Regions from separate parts of the Ovis aries genome. Here region 1 is linked to region 2. A link is a contact called in public Hi-C data. All regions are on one chromosome and are shown on one strand. The core of a region is the stretch at or near the end of the contact, and the rest is flanking DNA. Distances in the headings are between cores, read along the strand shown.

What was found. A called contact is a pair of places that touch in the nucleus more often than the background predicts.
Region 1: a Hi-C map of liver shows a contact between it and region 2, with 4 times the contacts expected there. The contact joins the promoter of PRELP here to the enhancer-like site in region 2. A contact is called at or near these places in 4 of 16 Hi-C or Micro-C datasets (blood, liver and tail adipose tissue).

Annotation. Positions count from the first base shown.
Region 1 is chr12:1,036,904-1,039,603 of ARS-UI_Ramb_v3.0, reverse strand. It overlaps PRELP (proline and arginine rich end leucine rich repeat protein), which reads right to left and starts at 1,250. Exons shown (of 2, transcript XM_060395985.1): 1 at 1,106-1,250.
Region 2 is chr12:847,564-850,263 of ARS-UI_Ramb_v3.0, reverse strand. It overlaps LOC132657451 (a long non-coding RNA gene), which reads left to right. Exons shown (of 2, transcript XR_009595655.1): 2 at 1-2,700. Among named protein-coding and RNA genes, the nearest start is that of BTG2, 34 kb to the left of the region's middle. Within about 2 kb of position 1,308, at least 3 of the 54 cell types and tissues checked have an H3K27ac peak or open chromatin away from gene starts, as enhancers often do. A contact at or near this core is called in liver, where this site is marked.

The DNA.
Region 1 (2,700 bases), core at 1-2,500, 190 kb before region 2:
GCTATGCCCTTCTTGCCTTGGGATAGCACTCTGCATAATCGAAGAGGAATGAGCTGGGCAAACGGAGAAGGTCCACCCTATTTAAAAAATTCAGTTTCCCACTTCAGTTTTCCCCTCCCTTGACTCATTAAGGAACTACGTCTTTTTTCGTCTCTCATAGGAAGCCCTTGCCAGTGTGGGATTATGTTGAAGTGGCTTTAAAGAGAATTCTTTTCTGGCTGCCTGCCGAAAACAGAAATGAATACCCCCAGTGCTGGGAATTAGTACCTCTAAGGCTTTGGAGTAGGGTTGCTTTCTTCTCTCTCTTTCCAAAAGAAAAGTGGTTTAGAGTAGTGAGGCAGGGAAAGTCAGAGCTACTGGGAATACACCGTGCAGGTTAGAAAGCTGCTTTTTTCTCTCCTCCACCCAATTAAGTTCTAAAGAATGAAGAAATCTTTCCAGCCCCTGCTGCTGCTCATCCTGTTCCTGATCTGCCTGCGTTTGGGACACATGGTTTCTTTGGCTCTGCCAGCTCGGTGGGAGGACGCACTTGCTCTTCTCTCTTAGGTGCTGTGTGCGCGCGTGCCTGCGTGTTTTCCTGCCAGGGTCTTGTCACTGTGTGCTCTAGCTCTGCATGTCAAATGCCGTCAGGACGGAGGTGAATGGACAGGACGCCTTCCCACTGTGTGTGCATTCGTGCGTGTGCATGCGAAGTGGAAGTGCAGCATCTGTGAGGCACACGTGTGTGCCCGGGACAGTGTGTGACGAAGCATCAAAGGTGCAGCAGAGTGGGTTCTAGAGTGGAGTTTCCGTGGGCACCCGATCTGTAGAAACACTGGGTGCAGCATGGCTCTGGGCTACAGCACACAGCCGTACCAAGAAAGTTTGCCTTTTGCAGCAAGCCAATCCATGGGTGCAGAATGATGAAGAGAGGGAAGAGGGTGGAGACGAAATGAGGAAGACTGATTTGAGCTCCTCTGAAAGGAGGAAAATCTGGTAGAGGACAGGAAGGAGGGGTGGAAGGAAGGAAGGCAGGCGAGGACAGAGCCTAGAGCAGTAGCCTGGCGTGGATGGGGCAGGAAGGGGCTGGCTGGAGGCCGGAGCCTTCCTCCTCCAGACGGCTTACCTGAACCACCTGCCTCTCCTCTCAGCTCGGGTTTATCTCCGGCGAGGCGAGACTGCCTCTGCTCCCCCCACCCTCAGTGGTGCTGTGGCAGCAGAGAGCCAGCCAGACGCTCTGGTCTCCCAGTGGTGTGTGCGTGCTTGTGTTTGCCTGACTCTTCCTCCACCAGATCCTACTGGGGTAGGGAGGTTAGGTTAGGGGAGGGCCAGGCTGATTGTAAGTAGGGAGGGGAAGAGGAAGGGAGGGAGGAAGGGAGGAGGGGAGAAGGGAGGAGGGAAGGGAGGGAGGGAGCTTGGGAGAGGAGGAATGACAACAATAAAGTCTTTATTTGGCAGCCAAAATCCCAAAGACTCCATCCACACACCATGCCCACTAACGGACCCGTTTTTAATAACATTTCCTTCTGCTGCTGCTGCTTCTGGGAGGGAGGTTGTTTGACCCATGTTTGGAAAACAGGCCAAATTAACAGAAGAAAAGGAATGAAAGCAACCTCTGTGCCGGCAAGAACTGGATGGCTGGGTCCAGCACCAGCGTCTTGCATTTCTCCTCCTGACAATCGCCTTGCTTCTGAGGCCCCTCACTCCTCTGCTCTTGAATTCCCAAATGTGGAGGGTGGGGATGTGTTTTCTGAGCAGTGATGGTCCTTCCCTAGGTCACCTTCCCTGGGAGGTTGCTAAGGGGATGGAGTCCTGCTCTGTGTGAGCTGGCATGGGAGATAGTTTGCTCTGAGAACCGGAGAGGGAAAAGTCAGGCCTGGGACTGCACTGCAGAATAAAGATTTTATGTGAGACCTAAAGTCACTGTCCATGTGGACAATGTCAGTGTCTTCTCTCAGCTTCCCCATGTACATCATACTCAGGAGAGATTTGGGTGCGGTATAGTCATCAAACACAGTAAATGGGGAAACCCGAATGTTCCCCGTCCATGTCTTCCCAGGAGACGCATTCAGGTGAGAACTTCCTCTAATACTTTTTCTCAGTTAAAAAACTGCAGCACACTTGCAGTTAAGTGTTAAGTAGCGACCCATCAGAACTTCCTGCCGCCTCAGCTGACGACTGAGAAAACTCGCTTGTGTTTACGTTTTCTATCATCAAGTCCATGGAGAACAGCTTCTTTGGAAGCATTGACAGGGAGAGCATTTTGCGATTCGCTGACTTCATACAGCTAGACCCTTAGTCCTTTCCAGAAAGAGATAGCTCCTCTAGAAAGGGGCTTCCCTTGTGGCTCAGATGGTGGAGAGTCACCTGCAATGTGGGAGACTCAAGCTTGATCCCCGGGTCAGGAAGATCCCCCGGAGAAGGGAGTGGCTGGCTACCCACTCCAGTATTCTTGCCTGGAGAATTCCATGGACACTTGTACTTTTCCTCCAGAAAGAGCTTCCCTTCCTTGAATCTCGGGGACACCAATTGGTGTAGCTTGACCCCAGGGGAGGTATTTATCTCTTCTTGGCATATCAAGAACAATATGAAGCGACTGCTGGGGGGGGTGGCGGAAGTCAGGCCACCGGGCTTGCTGCTGCTGTTGCACGCTCCTAGGAGGTGTGGTCAGGGGGACAGAATGCGAGGGCAGGAAAGTGCAGGAAGGGCGAGGTGGGAGGG
Region 2 (2,700 bases), core at 59-2,558:
AGTCAGACATGACTGAGCAACTGAACTGATGCCAGGAAATCGCTTGCATGCACATCATTAAATTTTCACATAAGTGGAATTCTCAGGTGGCTCAGTGGTAAAGAATCCTCCTGCCAATCCAGGAGATGTGGGTTTGGTCCTTGGTCCTGCAGGATCCCCTGAAGAAGGAAATGGCAACCCACTCCCATGTTGTTGCCTGGAAAAGAGGAGTCTGGTGGGCTACGGTGAATGGAGTCTCAAAAGAGTCAGACACGACCTAATGACTAAATAACAAAAACAGCAACCTTACAGATTAGGAGATTGGCAGAGAGGCTAAGCAACTGGAAAAATCCTGTGACTAGCAGGTGGTGGAGCTGGTGTTTCAATCCAACCTTCCACCAAAAGCAGGCCCCGAGCCCTTAGCCGCTGTAAACATCCCATCCATCCACTCACTAGCTCTCCAGTACACATCTACTCTGCTGCAGGCACTGGCCCAGATGTTGAGGAGGCAGAAATGAGTAAGAGAGTTTTTGACCTTGGAGAGGTCATATGGGAGGAAGAGACAGATATGAATAGAAATACAACAGTGAGGTACGAGGGCAGAGTCCTAAACCCTCAGAGGAATGCGCAACTATGTCCCTGGGGACAGTGTGAGCTGGATTTGGAGACCAGGTAGGACTCTGCCAGGAGAATAAGGGATGGAAAACCTTTCCGGGCTGGGGGAACCACATGTCAAGGAGAGAAGTATGAGGCAGTCTGCTGCATTCAGAAGACTGGACATACGGGATTTGGGAGAGGTTCAGGGAGCCCTGGGAAGCAGGACTGGGGCTGGAGCAGTTAGCTGGGCAGTCAGGCCTTCGGGGAAAAGCTTACCCTGAGGACAAGGGGAAATCCCTGCAGTCTTCCAGAGGGAAAAGAGGTGTTTAGGTCTGTTTTCCAAAGATCTCTCTTCACATCACAGGTGGATGCCAGGGAGAAGACAAAGTTTTCCCTGTTTCAGGAAGACGCGACTTGGGGAATCTGGTGAAACAGCGAGAACTGGCACCTGTTTCTGGGAAACAAACAGTGCTTTCCCACGTTTGTGCGCGTCAATAAATATGCCCAGCACTGGGCTGGTATTCATACAGGGCCGTGACAGCAGCCTGCCACACTCCCTGAGCTGCTCTGCCTCTTTCCTCCCTTCTCTTGGTGTGCCTTAGTCCCGTAGAGCGCCAAACTTCACCACCCATCAGGCAAGGCCAGTTTCTGTCTTATCACTATTTCCCTCGCACACTAAAGTGAGTATTCAAACTGCAGTACAAAGGATGTGAGTTTGGCCTAAGGAGGGAATATGAAACCGTCAGATTCAGGCTGAGTGTGGACTGACTCCTAGCGGTGAGAAGTGGGACTTTGTTTGAAAATCTGACCCACGTCCAGTAGTTCAAGAACCAACCTGGTAGTGAATGTCTGAGAAAACTCTTGTCCCATCCACATCTGTGATCCTTCAAGTTAGATCAGTGTTTAGAGACGGAGACAGAGAAATACACATGTATGTGCATATATTTTATATATATATATATATACACACACACAAACACAGGTGTATGTAAGCATGTATTATATATGTATATTTGTATCTATGGAAAGAGACAAAGACAGACACAGGAAACAGGCAGAGACAGACAGAGATAGAAGATGGGGCAATCAAATATTTTCAACCATGATAATCCTCAAGGTCCCCGTTAGGGCAGACCTGCTAAAATTGGTTCACAGAATTAACGTTGATATGCAGCGGAGTCCAGCCCGATTCCCCTTCCATATTCCTAGCTCAGAAATTGGTATCCGCTTCTCTCCCTTATTGTCAGCTCTGGAGCAAACAAAGCAAAGCAAAAAAACCCGAGTTAGAGTGAAACAGGGAAAACTCAGACTCACAGGGATTCTCAGAGCGGAGGTAGGCTCTCAGTCAGTTCAGTTCAGTCTCTCTCTCATGTCTGACTCTGCGATTACATGGACTGCAGCACGCCAGGCCTCCCTGTCCAGGGCCAACTCCCAGAGCTTGCTCAAACTCATGTCCATCAAGTCGGTGATGCCATCCAACCATCTCATCCTCTCTCATCCCCTTCTCTTACCTTCAATCTTTCCCAGCATCAGGGTCTTTTCAAATTAGTCATTTCTTCACATCATGTGGCTAAAGTATTGGAGCTTCAGCTTCAGCATCAGTCCTTCCAATGAATATTTAGGACTGATTTCCTTTAGGATTGACTGGTTGGATCTCCTTGCAGTCCAAGGGACCCTCAAGTGTCTTCTCCAGCACCACAGTTCAAAAGCATCAATTCATCAGCGTTCATCTTGCTTTATAGTCCAACTCTCACATCCATACATGACTACTGGGAAAACCATAGTTTTGACTAGACAGACCTTTGTTGGCAAAGTAATGTCTCTGCTTTTGAATATGCTGTCTAGGTTGGTCATAGCTTTTCTTCCAGGGAGCAAGCCTCTTTTAACTTCATGGCTGCAGTCACCATCCGCAGTGATTTTGGAGCCCAAGAATTCTCTCACTGTTTCCACTGTTTCCCTATGGGCTTTTCCACCCATGGGCTCTAGGTGAGTGTTCACACCATCATGGTTATCTGGGTCATGAGGATCTTTTTGCATAGTTCTTCTGTGTATTCTTGCCACCTCTTCTTAATATCTTCAGCTTCTGTTAGGGCCATGTCTGTCGTTTATTGTGCTTCTATTCTG